Regions from separate parts of the Siniperca chuatsi genome. Here region 2 is linked to region 1. A link is a contact called in public Hi-C data. All regions are on one chromosome and are shown on one strand. The core of a region is the stretch at or near the end of the contact, and the rest is flanking DNA. Distances in the headings are between cores, read along the strand shown.

Region 1 (7,247 bases), core at 1,559-4,058:
GGCATTTACCATAACAACTTCAAAATCTTTTAAGATTTTTTTGTGAAGTTTACATTTAGTTTTGTGGTCATGGTTCAAAGTCTATACAACTGTGTCTTGGTTTGTGTCCTGGACACTAGTGCATTAAAAAAAAAAAGTAGTAAAAGCAATATGCAGGTACTTTTAGAGAGGTTATGACATGGTCAATAAGAGTTTTCTGAGAGCCTGGGATTGCAGTGGTCAAGCTACACTAGTGGAGTCATTCACTCAGATGTTGCAGGGCTCTACGCATTGTGGAAAAACTGCCAGTGGAAAGCAATCTCCTTTTCTCCCAGCTGAGGCAGAGAACAGGGAGAAAACATAAGCAAAACAGTGGAGCCACAGCTCTACCACAGCAAGGGGTTGATGATATATCAAGCACGTTCCTTTGCCAGCAGTTAGTCTAGACCATGCAACTGGCTGGGGATGACTTAATGGAAAGCATGAAGCTGTGGCTTTGGCTTCTTAACGGGTGTTTTGGAGAGCGTATAACTTCAAGGCTTGCCCGAAAAGGTGGACAAAAACTGTGAAGCTGTGGTGCAGTTATTTCCATGCATTTCATTTTTTAAGAGTTTGAGCTAAAACAGTTTGGGTTGATAGTAAATGCCAATTACTTATACAGTTAAGTGTGCTCCTTTTCTCCTTATGCTGTTACATTGTGATAAAAACTACCACACATCACAAATAAAATCAGCTCCAACAGAAGATGAAACACACAACAGCACAGACAATGAAATGAAAATGAAAATCCAATCCTTTGTGTTTAATGGACTTCTTCTCAGATTTAGCTTGAGGCTGTTTATCAGTGAAAGCAAAAATGACACAGCACACGTGAGAGGAACTTAAAAGGGAGAAATCCCTTTAGGCATGCATGCTTATTAACATCTGGAAAAAGAGTAGAGACAAACCCTGTGAGGCCCTGTGGTACAGCAGATCTGCTTTATGGCACCAGAGAACAAACAGACCAAAGCCTGAGAATCATCTGGCAAAGAAAGGGCTTAGGGTTTAGGACACTAGGACACTCTCACACACTTTCTAACATTCCCAGATGGGACACTCCTATGGGGGGGAAGAGGACTGTGTGAAGGAAGGAGGCGTTTTGTACTTGAAGTGAAATGCTGGGCTGCAGGGCACTCTCTGGCTCAGAGGGGACAGAGAGCTGGGAGAAGTCCATGGTGACACGCTTGGTGCGCACGGAGAGCATGGACTCCTCAGTCTCCGTAAAGAAGCGCAGGACATTGACAGAGTGTCTCCGTACAAACTTCTCCGTCTGCCACGGCCAGCCGTACAGTTAAGGTGGGGAAGTTAATAGTACAAGTTAACAAGGGGTGACTTTCTGAGGTACTTTTGTCATAACAAGGGGACCTCTGATATGCCTGAGGCACACTGAAATGGATGTTATATATACATGTCAAAGGAAGCCTCAATTTGATTTCTAATAAATGTTGTATGAAATTACTTTACAGGCATATTGCAGCACTTTCTGAGATGTACCTTGTCCAGAGAGTTGCCCTTGTCATTGTTCTTCTCAGGCAGGCTATTGCCAGAATCAGTGCTGATGAGTGAGCCGCGAGAGTCTGCATGGCGCACAGAGTTAATGTTGGGGGTTGATGACGTGTGAGGTGAAGCTGTCAAAAAAAAGGAGCAGTTTTATATTAAAATTAAAACAAATTCCCCCCCTCCCCATTTTTCAGCATCATCTTTCCACTCACAGGTGCCAGAGATGACTCCAAAAACATCTTTGTGCAAGCTGGTGTCCAGAAAGGTGCTCGACCTCGGAGGTGTCATCAAAGCGTTGGTAAGAAGTGAATCTTCTCTTCCATTCTGATGAAAAACAGTTTAATGGACACAAATCCACATCCTTTACAGGGCTGTATGTACTTATGAAAGCCACTAGCTGTGTGTGAGGTGCAGGTCTTATGAAACTCCAAACATTTTGGTCAGAGGTGCTCCAGTCCTAGTTTGATATGGAATTCACCCCCATCACCCCAGATACAGAAATTACAATCTCAGGTTGGTCATTCAAATGAGCAGATTGTGACTTTTCTTAAGATTGTATTAATTCAGTATGGAATGGTAATAGCTAAGAAATTCATTCTTATGTTTTGTAATAAAGAATCCATACCACAGTTTTAGTCCTGGCTGAAAAAATTGAATAAAAAAGTTGTTAGATATATGGAGTCCATGTCTTGCCTACTTGAGTGGACAGCCTAGTACCACTTCAAAAGACCTGAGTGTTTAATACTGTTTATTAATATTTGCTTATGAAAAGAACTGAATGCACTGTATTACACTATATGCATATATGTATGGATGCATATCACATTTTTCATTCATTTCATTCATTTTTGTATGGGCCCATGTGTAAAATCAAACAATGGGATGTACAGGATAACTTTTCATAACTAAGAACATCTAAGACTGCTGCAGCACCCTTTTCCGTTTTGGCCTCCTTCTCTTTGTGTATGTTTGTTTTTTAAGGTGTGGATGTGTGTATAGATGTCAAGAGGTAGGGTTGTGTTATGTTTTGATGTTTTTGTTGGTTTATGATATGAATGACAGCTATGTATGGTAGATAAAATATTAAAAAGAGGCCACTAGGTGGCTCCCTTACATTGTTGGAGTGGTTGATAGGGAACGGGGATACTTCCTTCACATTCAGCCTGTTGACATTCTCTTGGAGCAGACCAAACAAGGGCAAGTAGAGGGTGGCCAACCTGGCCTGCTGGCTCTGAAAAACAAATAAATCTCTCAACAGAATTACACACACACACACACACACACACACACACACACACACATCAGATACTGAAGTGCAGTGGAAATGCAAGAAGGCACTGCTTACTTTGGAGGTGTAGCGGTCATCAAATGTGTGTTTTATCATCAGACTCTTCAGCACCTGGATGGCTATCTGACGAACCTCCCTGAACTCCTGCAGAGCTGTACTGACCTCCCTGAGCAGCAGCCCGACCAGGAAGTGGTTCTTACAGAAGTCATCGGTCAGCGAGTAATCCAGTTGGAGGTCTGAGGGGAGGAAGAGGAGGACGAAGAGATTAGGATTGGCTGACAGAGAGGTAAGTGAAAGGTGTGAAAGGACAAACAGCACCAAACAACGAGAATAAATAATTTAATGTCAGTCTGACACAAAGAAATGAATAACAAGAAAACAGGAAAGCTCAGATAGTATATAGATTGTTGATGGCATTAAAACCTGGCGAACAATGCAAATATCTCGAAAAGAGTAGAAAAATATCTAGAAAAGCTTGGAATTGACAGATTCAGGCGATGTGACTCAGAGGCTGTTCCACATCAACAGTGATCATTGCAGAAAAAGACAAACAGGATTAAAGCTTATGATTGAACAGCAGCAGCTGTTCACAGATGGTTTCCAACATTATTTAAGACAAGGTAAAGCAATCCCAAATCACACTCACTAAGATTCCCCAAAATGAATGTAATCAAATTAAACACATTCTTCTGTCTACTTTTATGTTTTGAAAACCTGCATTTCAAGCATGCAAGCATTAAAATGTTCTGATTTCTTAGGACTGACAGAAAATAATGTGTCTTTTGGTATCATTCTCATCAGGTCATAAACTCCAAACCAGCTCCAGACAGAAAAAGGTACTTGTACACATAATCACCCACATCTACACAAAGATCCAATCTCAGCTTCTTTATACATCCATGACTACAAATTATAAACAGTATAATCTTTCAGTACAATGTCTTGAGAAGGATAGAGTAATCATGCCACAGCAACCAGGATGTAGCAAAATTGGAAGATAACTGATTGAATTCTGGTCTTGACTGAATGATTAGATCGAAGTCTGCTCTTTTTGGAGAAGACATGCAAGCAGCACACCCTTGCACCTACCTACTAGAGCATCGTACGACTCCACCGTATCACATGGAGATAATAAAGCTAATTGAGGAGCACAAAAAAGAAACAAAGTAGAAAACCTATTTAATTACTATTTAATTACAGTTTCATTATTATGTATGAGTTGAAGAATAATCAGAACTATTTTATTTGTGTTGGCCTTTGACAGTAAAGCAATTTGGTTTGATTTAAATTTTCTGTTCAAACACAGGCAGCACACTGGCACTTAAGCAAGCTACCATCATGCTTGGTACTTGATCAAGAGATACATTTAATGATCTTCTCACCTTGAAATCTCAGTATCCTTCCCTTTCCAAAAGGCATGGGCAGGTTTAAGGGGATGTAGTGCTCGTGGTTGCACACAACTCGCAGGAACTCAAACCTGAACTCAAACAGCGTCTGCATTTAGAAACAACAGAAACCGACAGACAGCTTTAATACAACATTCAAACACATCCTTGTTCAAAACATATTTGGAACACAGCCTGATATTCTCCATCAGGGTGCTTACAAGACTTCACATTTTGTTGTTTGTATAAATGCTGTCAATGTTTGCAGTGTACCTTTGGGTCTCCAGGCATAAAACAGTTGATATAGTTGTTGATCTGCTTGAACACAAAGCCTCTGTCCATCAGGTTGAAACAGCGCTACAGAAGGATGGGGAAAAGCAATTCTATCATTATTTATAGCAAAGAAATAAACAAGTACATACAATTGTTTTCACGTACACACTTTAAACACTCTCGAAACCATGTAAGATACAGTTAACTGTGACCTCCTGACCTTGATGAAGACTGCCAAACTGTGGTTGGCATTCCTGGCAGCATCCAGGTTGTCTTTGTATTTCTGAGTGATGTGTGGCATCATCATGTTGACCAGAGTCTCCACAGTGTGATGGAAGGATGCTGAGAAGCGCTGATTCCTGGACAGCTGTAGGGCATAGCATGGATGTTTATACAGATGTTATTATACAGATTACTAAACCCCAGATTAAAAGATGAGTCTTCTAGTGATTCTATATGTTTCTTATGGTCAAAAAGACCAAAACTAACAATGAATGAATAACAAGTGTTGTTTGTGTAACCAAAGCCTGATATTGTTTATTCTTCTACTGTGGCTGAAAATAGTCAAATGTACTACATACACCTGTTTGAGTAAAGTGTGCTAAAGACTGCAGTGCCCTGCGTGAAACTATATATTTGTGCCCCATTTTTAAAGATTTACATCTTCAGTAGTAACAAATGAGCATGGGACTGAGAGCCATACAAAGTGTAGGGAAGTTGGGAAGTACTGACAGATGGACTAACATACTGTTGGTTTTGGTCTTTTCACACAATTTGATGACAATTACAAAAATATAGAGCATTGCCAGCCTTGTACTGTTACCGAAACAGTTTCCAGACTGGTATGACTTCTCTTCTGTAGCATTTACTTGCTTCCACTGCGGCCTCCACATTATGCCAGTGGAGGTTAAACACTGGGATGTGGTTGCTTATGGGGTATGAACAAATGCATCCAATTAAACTGCACAGCAGTGTGGGACAGACTGTGGATACACAATACCTTGACTGTGGTAATGTGGCTGTCCACAAGACTTGGCATGTTGCAAACTACAGTAAAAAAACCTAAGCTGTAATAAAGCAGACACGAGCAGACACCCCTGAGTCAAACACACTTACCTTCACTTTACCGCTCTCAATCAAGTACTGAGCCATGGACTTGACTAACGCTTCAAAGAAATACCAGGAGTGCTGCAGGGCAGACAAACATCAATCAGAGAACAATAAAGAGGAAATTCATGTCAGTTATAATCATACACCATGTAATCCTTTAAAAAAGTACAAATATGTTACCTTGAGAAGCTTGTTACTTGTGAGGAAGTCAGTGGAAGGCTTCAAGATGGCAGTCATGGCTTTAGCCAACTCCTCATGTACTGATCGGGTGGTGGAGGATGTGTATGGCTCAGCCTTGAACACAAACTGTATCAGACACATGCAGAGAGAACTATGAGAATCCCTTAGTACAATCACAAAATACAGACAGTGAGTTGTGATAAGTGGCATGTGAATTTTACCTTCACATATGATCTCAGGTAGTGCTCCAGCCCCTCCTCATGGCACTGGGCAACAATGTGAATCATGACTCTAAAAGGAAACAATGGAAAAGGAAAACGTGTGAGGAAATGGTTCTGCAGGCAGCTGGAGGCCTCATTTATTAGCAGTTCTAACACACAAATTCTTCACCCACAACACTACCCATGTTTAATATCATTTTAAATAGTTACTACAAAGTTCTTCTCTATGACAGTGAAATCAAAACATCCCGCACACTGTTGGTCACTTGTACTCTATTAAAGATGTTTCGGACCTCAGACCTTCATCAGGCAAAATATATAAATAATAGTTTAGTGGTTTTCACAGTCGAGAATTTTAAAATAGTTATATTTTATGGAAACAATAATCCACAAATTTCACATCAAAAGCAGCTTTCTACAGGGTTCACTTGTATATATAAATGCTGAAAATGTGATATTTCCAATTCTATGCCAATTTGTTTATCATAATTTATATGAAATTATTGGAATTTTAAACTGTTGTAAAGTCAAGGATCGTCTTTGGGAAACTTGCCTGGTGACGTTGACTGCCACGTCCTCTTGGGTGGCACTGGTTAGCACCCTAAACAGCTGATTCAGGGTGGTGGGCAGGAACTTGATCATCACATGGCTCTCCATGGCATGCAGACTCTGAGGGTAAAAACATTACAGAGATATGTTTATGTTTATGTAGAGTTTGACTGCATAGCTCTTCACGTATAATAAGTAGTATAAATGTGGAAAACAGTGACATTGTCTTCCTTCACCACTCAAACAAAGAGCACAGGAGGCTAATAAATTATAACGTGTCGTAACTAATTTAGTAACAACAACATCAACAACTACAGGAGGAGGACATGAGTGAACCACATTGTGCTAATCACCCACACCTTATGCTTCAGTTGCCTGAAACATGGCAGAGTGTAGGTACTGGTGCATCATTGCCTGCGTACAGGAAACAAACACAAGCCCTGCCAAGTCATTTGGCAATCTGCCAGTCAGCTCGGCTGACCTGCAGTTTGACCCTCTGGCCATTGTTCGTGTTCACTGATGTGTTTACATTAGAAACCAAGAGATGAATTAGACCAAATGTTTTGTGCTCAATGTCAATGTCCACCAAGGGAAGAGTGAACTGAGATTCCTGTGAACTGGAACAAGAGAGCAAGTGATAAAGTGAAAAAGTGATAACTGAGCTACCAGGACCATAGGAAAGAAATGGAGATAGAATCATGCCAGCTAGGGGTAGACATTTGA
Region 2 (7,247 bases), core at 3,007-5,506, 68 kb after region 1:
GTATCAAAGTTTTGCGCTCCTCTAATCCACAGCATACGAGAGAGAGAGAGTCTCTTAATAGGTACATTGGTTACTAGAGCAGCCTCATTTATTATTGACCCATTCAGAGAACTCATCTGCTCTCCCATCTCCACCTCCCTGGGTTTGTTCTTGTAGAGTACCATTTACCATCACAGTAACAAAGGCAGCTTATGCACCCTTTTAGTCTGATACCATCAGGCCTTATAGTGACAGATAGACCGATAGAGGAATACAGAGGGAGGTCAAGCTGCTTAGGCCTCACACAACACTGACAGCTGAGGTAATCTTCTGACTGGCTCGGTCCTGCAGCGTATGTGACAGCCACCAGTGCCTGCTGCAAACACACAAGACGCAGCAGAAAAGTTGCTTTCTTTTCTTGCAGTTTGGTAGATCTTGGATAAATGATTCGTGACCAAACTTTATCATTCTACTCACTCGCCTCATCTCAGTTCTACAAGGTGAATCTGGAAATCTACTAAGCACATATTTGGTTAGTGTCATGACTAACAAATCTGGCTTCGCTACATGAGAGGACATGCCTTTAACTCTGCGAACAATCAAAGAAGGAACATATTCGAAGTTGAAAAAAAAAAGAAAAGTCCTTGACACACATCCTGAACAATACACAGAGCACACACCTGAGGTATCCCTGGGATTCCCACATCTTGGGAAAGTTTACAAAACCTTGAAAAAGCAGAGGTGTGCAGTTGTGGCCGATTATATCAGGAGGGCTGATGAAAGTAGAGAGTATTTTATTTTAGAATTTTATGCTGAAGGAGAGGCCACCATTTGTGCAGTGACCTCACCAAAATGTGACACTGCATCTTCTATGTATTACAGCATGAGCTCATTACTGGCGATGTTTGACTTGAGCAAACGCAGGCTATAAAATATAGCCTGTCATGTGATGGAGGAAGAAACGGCACAGGTCAGAAGAGGGAATAGAGATTGTAAGAGAAGGGAAATGGGGCGATTATATGCATCAAGGGAGGATGAATGACATCTGCTTGTTGATGTAGATGTAGTATCTAAGTTTAATTGGGTGAAACCACAAGACAGGAAATGCTGACCACCTGCCAAACAGATTAAGAAGCATCCAAATTGTCCATCGGCCATTTTGACAAGCACAAATACCCTTAAGAGGCGCAGAGAAGCTTGTCAAAGCAATTTAGTTTGCAAATTTGACTTTTTCTCACAATATTTAATGCCTAACCACGAGGCTAAGCAGCAACATGTGTGCTCTGTTGATGTTGTCCATGTTGTCAGTATTTTTATGGGTTTTTTTTCGCAGCACACATGAAACCTCCACTTTCCCCTCTGGTTGCATAGTGAGTCAGTGTGTGTATGTGTGTGTGTGTGTGTGTGTGTGTGTGCGTGCTGGCCATGGGCAGCTAATAGCATCACTCCTACATAATGACACCCATCTGCCGTACAGCTCCCTTGGGTCAGGCACATAGCAGGAACACTGAGGATGTGAGTACATCACCATTTGGTGGCAGGCAGTTAGGACTGTTGATTACAATTACACAACTGCCCCCAAGCTGCTTCATACACTGTATACACTAACTAAAAATTTCCAACTGCCATTGATTTGTTATATACCCATCAGCTGATACATTAATGACTTTTACATGCTGTTGAGTGCTGCAGACAGTTAAAAAAAAACCTCTTTACACACTCAACGATTTCTGTTGTAATTCCACACAAAGCAAAGTTGGAAAGGCAGCATCCTGTGTTGTATCGAAGTGCATCCCCAGCACTACAAATCCAAAGCTGATGACAGCCATCATGGAGCTAATAGTGTTCTTAGCATGCCTAAAGTGTGGAGAAACAGAGGGATGGCTCAGCTGAGGGCTCTGGCCTATTACAAGTCACTCTGCTCTCCACTCCAACAATAAACAAAGAGGCTCTGGCCAGTGTGTGCCTTCAATGCACAAATTGTTGGGAGAGGAAGAGAGCAGCACAGTGCACTTGACTCCAAAACAGAGTTGAGAAATTGCTGTGTGATCAGTAGGTCCAGTGTGTATGTACTATACGGTATGCTATAACGTAAATGAAGTAATGTGTTTCTGGGCGTTAAAAAGGAGAGAAAACAACAATCAGAATGGGTGACAACAGCTACAGTCCCCTCTTTATGTCCCTGGAACAGATCCCTCTATTCCTGCTGAAGTATTTACATGTTTCATGGAGGAATTAATTACAAGCTGCGTGGACAGTCGTCTGGTATACGGTCACATTCTTGTCCCACTGAGAAGCTTCAGCAGACACTTGAACTCAACAACACAGCCATATGTTCCCTTGGTGCCCCCCTTAGTGCCCACCGTATCATGGAAGGATTACTGAACAGGCCTACCGGGTACAGACTCAGGGCCCCTGGAGCAGAACCTCTGTACCGCAAAAAGACACAAAACAATCACAAAGAGATGCAAAATGAGTAGAAAGAGACTGGGGGTCTTGCTCCTATGTAGGAGGGATGGGGGGCCTTTTACATGTCTGTGTCCAGGAGGATTTCTCATAATACGTCCATGGCTGTAAGCTACTTGGAATAACAAATAGCAGCCACTTATTGATATTATTTCATATTATAATATTTATTAAAGTTGTTTATTTGTGGTTTATTTGTTACACTGAATAAACAATGTAACTATTAATAGTGGATTATTGTCAAAAACCACGGCTTTAAATGTGAGTCTTAACACTATTTTACTAATTTTACAAATGTGCCCCTGCCCTTTAAAACTGTCCCCCAGTCTGGTCCCCTCCATTCAAAAGTTTCTAAAGCCGCCCCTGCATATATCTGCCCATAAGTTTATCAACAAATGAACTGCCGGATGCCTGAGTTTCTACAAGTTAGTTCAGTCCTCCTTAGACATGTTGATTTCCCAACATGCATACTTGTATCTCCTTCTGCTCTTCTCACTCAGGCGTCTCTGGCAGTGCACCAGAGTGAGAATGAATAAATAATACGAAGGTGTGGTTGGATGTCTGGGATCCTGACTCAGGATTCCATTTCCCTGACAGAGAGCCTGGACGGTGTCCGTTTCGGTTACCTAGCAACTTCTTCCAGGAAAGCTGGAACAATCAGACGGAGCACCAAACACCCAACACACTCGAACACAACAAAAGGGGTAGACTCCTTTTTCCTCCTGAGCTCTGTGGAAAACTGATACTGAGGAGGTATACTGCAGGTCCTCGTCACCCAGATGTTCCAAAGTGGACGGTCTATTTCAGCATTATGTCACTGTCACTTTATATGTGTCTGGAGCATTAAAATTGAAGACACATGCTTTCCCTTTTAAGGAGCTATTATGTCATCTCAGTGCATCCCTATAAACTGATGCCCTGACCAAGTACAAACACCTTGATCAGGTACAGTCTCTTTACAGGCTCTTGAGGAAATAAGACACTGAAAGTGAAGTTAATGTGCTATAAAATACAAACAAGAGAGATAGTTGTCTTGTGCTATATATGCAAGAGTCCACCTCAAATTTTACTAAATCTTTCTGTTCCTGTCACACAAACACCACCTCATTCATTCTCTCCAAAACACTCTCTCCTTCTCACCTTTGTAGGTCAGGGTCACGCACTCATAATATGACGTAGTTTTTCACCCAGAAAGCCCACATGTGCGCCCACCCAACTGATCTAAAGTCAGTCGACTCTGTACTGAAAATGGGCTCAGGTGATTCCCAGGTCCGCAGCGGTTTAAACAGACATGATGACACTGACCGAGGTGGTATTAAGGAGGAAAAGGAGGAAGAGGAGGAAGAGGAGGGGGGGGGGGGAGTTTAGGTGTGTACTTACAATCAGCACGGACGTCCTCACCACCTCAGAGACACTTTGCCTGAGTTCAGCCGCCGTGCCAGGTTTACCCAGACCCCGCGTAAATCTCCTGGTCTCCGGATGCGTTGGAGTAGCCATCCTTGCGCACCACTTTGCATCAATGACCGTTCAATCCACAAGTTATATAAGCAAAGTTTAGAGGGAAATCATCGCCGGTTTCTCCGTTTCTCCGATCCCTGCTAGTGCGCACCACGACTTTGAAGCTGGCTCATGTTGTGGCGTTGATTCACGCCCTCATATTTGTCGCTTTTAAAAGTCAACGTGTGTTGCATTATTCCGGCGCCCTGCCTTCTCCCATCGTATTTATTGTTGCCATAATAAAGTATCCCCTTGAGAAGTGTTTCATTGGCCGTCCAGCGCCAGACAGGAGGTATATAATCTGGTTGCCTCCTCGGCGCACTCCTCCCCTTACCGGTTTAAAGGCCAGCCCACTCCTGGCTGTGCGTGAGCTGCTGGGCCTGGACTTTGGACAGCGAGCATCTACAGTATGAATGACTGAAACAATGTTTTCCCATTACCAAGAAAAGCCCAACTCTGGATATTACCTTTGTCCCTCTTGACATCTGAATAAACATAATGTTAAAGTAGGTTAATATCGATTAAATAAAGCTGGTTCACTGACATTATATATACCATTTGTTACAAGAGATCGGATTAGACTCACTACTAAGACTTTTTGTTAATCAAAAGTGAACTTTGATGCTATAGGACATACATTTCTGATACCAGAGGATGATATGTCATTGTTTGAGGAGCTAAATGCATATTTAGAAGAATTTATAAATGACATGAATTAATATTTTGGCAGGAGTGCACTCACTGCAAAAAGAAAAAAGCCTTTGGAACAGTGCTTTATATTGCTTGTATTATTATACACCAATATATAAACACTGTAGTTATGTCTTGACTGAACCTAAAGTCTTGATCAGTGATGCCATCTGTAGGTCACAGCTGGAAACACACAGAACATGTGCTGAGCAACAGTAAATTCCCTAGAGAAAACATCACTGCTGCTTCTCAAGCTTAAAAAAATCCCACAAGTGACACAAATCTAAGTTTGAGTAAGTTTTTTTTATTGCTTTCATTTCCAAAGAGCTCTCTGAAAAAAACACTGCAATTCTAAGCAGAACTGAGGTTTTCCATTTAATTCGCTTCACTGCAAAACCCTGTCAAATGCATATTTCCATTCATTTAGACCCATAAAAAGATCTGGTATCTGTATACAGGAGGCAGCCTAGTTCAGTGAGGGCAACGGCGCTTGGAACTGAAAGTTTCTGTTTTGTTTCACACATAATCTTTAAAGCTTTCAATTACACTCACCTTCATAATACAATGATTATGAACATGTTTCACATGTTCTCATACAGCTGAAGGGGAACTTTAGTTAATTAAAAAAAGTAAAACAGTCTGAGTTGTATTCATACGACGAAGATCAGCAAATAGAATATTTACTTTATTTGAAATGGCGTTAATCTGTGATGGCAGCTACCCCATGTCATATTGTGATCAATTCTAGGGATATGTCAATGATACAACAAAATAATTTCATATTTTCATCACCTTTTTAAAAAAAAACAAGAACACATTGTGCTGGGCCAGGTGTGAACAGAGCTTTGACCGTTAAAGGGTGGCCTGTTTTACATGATTTAAAATTTCATGGTATACAGTACAGGAGACACTCCTCATCCCCAATGTAACAAAGTAGCATTAAAAAGTCCAGGACATTGATATAAACCAGTTTGGCACTGAAGTTGCAGGACATTTTCAAAGCAGCAGTTTTCAATAAAATGGCAAAGTAGACAAAACATTATGACAATGCAGTGATAGTTTAACCATCTAAGAAAGAATGCTGAATATCTATATCAACCTGTTCCTGCTGTAGAAACAACCAATGACAAAATGTAAAACCAGAAAGATAGGAAGTGGTTCAGACCATTAGAAAACAGTATAAAATGACATCCTTAAAAAGAGGTTTCAGAGTTGAGAGTAAAAATGCCAAAAAATGCAGTCTCTGATGCAGTCTAAACCAGCGGACATGTCACCATTAAAGCATTAAAAAGCACCAAATGTGCATGGACACATGTACAAATGTCCCAGATATGTGTAGAGAAGAAAAGCAAAGAGTCTAGCGGGACAGGAGGGGCAGATGCCACCCGAGGGAGACAGCGTGTGGAAACAAGGTGAGCCAACTCAGTGAGGATGGGACTCTTTGCTGTTCAGGACACGAGTGCCACTGGAGGGGACCGTGGCGCTGCGGATGACCTCCATCCATCTGCGGGCAAAGAAAGGCTTTTTAATCAGTCCTCTGAACCACTGAAACCATTTAGTAAATGTGCATCTGGATGATTACAGTCTCTACCTCTCAAAAGTGTATTCACTCTCCGATCGAAAATAGTAGACGTGGGACTTGAAATGCAGTTTGAAGACATAGTCCTTGTGGATGTTTTCAGACTCTGAGGGGATGGTGACTGAGTAACCCAGCAGAGGAAGGCTGGCCAGTGGATAATCATCCTGAGGAAAACATTTAAATTGACATTGAAAAATGCATTTTGGTATGTAAATAATTACAAAAACAATTTGGGATAAAAGAAAAAGAAAATTAAACAGATAATTTAAAAAATATCAATTACTCCAAACAAAACAGTACAGCAGAAAACTATGCAACATATCCAGCGATGCGTTCACTGGACAAACAGAGTTGAGAGTGAATGTTCATCACCTGGTGAGACTTATAGAAAAACAGGCTGAAGTTGGTGAAGACCACCCAGAGCTTCTGCCAGCCGTTGCTGTTCTTGAACTTCCTCAGTAAGTTTCCTGACAGCTGATTCTACAAAGACAAAAAAAGTTTGAAATCCAAAACTACATAATATATAAGACCACTAGTAGTGTACAGTACTTAGATTTTTGATTAAAAATGTGGAAGAAGGATTCATGAAATTAAAGGATAAGTCTGGTGATATTCTAAATGTTTCTTATTGTTAACCAATCCACTGAAAATCCCAAAACCAACAGTGAGCTGATCCTACTAACAAGTATTGTCTGTGTCCAAAGCCTGATATATCTTATTCCTCTGTGCCACAGTCCTCCATTGTTGTCCAAAAACTATTCAAAACACATCTATGAGCCACACTGTTGCAATGAGTGACATGTTCCTTCATTACAATGAACATGACCACTGTAGTTTATTTGGAGTCAATTCCACAAACACCGTCCTGCTGCTCTAAATACTCACTAGAGCACCATATGTGTATTAATCCACAGCTGAAAATAGTCCCCCACAAATACACCATTTACTCCTGTTTGAGAAACATTTGCTAAAAACCATAGTGCCCAGTTGTTTTAGGAAATTACTGAGGCTTTTATAAAAATGAAACCATAAATTT

What was found. Hi-C and Micro-C count contacts between places; a contact is called where the count stands out from the background.
Region 2: a Hi-C map of skeletal muscle shows a contact between it and region 1, with 6 times the contacts expected there. The contact joins the promoter of LOC122885512 here to the enhancer-like site in region 1. A contact is called at or near these places in 2 of 3 Hi-C or Micro-C datasets (liver and skeletal muscle).

The regions. Positions count from the first base shown.
Region 1 is chrLG12:15,697,748-15,704,994 of ASM2008510v1, forward strand. LOC122885512 (dedicator of cytokinesis protein 9-like) reads right to left here. Exons shown (of 55, transcript XM_044216713.1): 24 at 6,529-6,644; 25 at 5,976-6,045; 26 at 5,755-5,880; 27 at 5,581-5,652; 28 at 4,685-4,831; 29 at 4,465-4,548; 30 at 4,189-4,300; 31 at 2,864-3,042; 32 at 2,633-2,749; 33 at 1,731-1,842; 34 at 1,513-1,646. Among protein-coding and RNA genes, the nearest start is that of slc15a1a, 21 kb to the left of the region's middle. Within about 2 kb of position 2,809, the one cell type or tissue checked has an H3K27ac peak away from gene starts, as active enhancers do. A contact at or near this core is called in liver, where this site is marked.
Region 2 is chrLG12:15,764,244-15,771,490 of ASM2008510v1, forward strand. LOC122885512 (dedicator of cytokinesis protein 9-like) reads right to left here and starts at 4,257. Exons shown (of 55, transcript XM_044216713.1): 1 at 3,826-4,257. The coding sequence starts at 3,942. LOC122885613 (FERM, ARHGEF and pleckstrin domain-containing protein 1-like) reads right to left here. Exons shown (of 27, transcript XM_044216928.1): 25 at 6,584-6,691; 26 at 6,224-6,375; 27 at 4,917-6,136. The coding sequence ends at 6,055.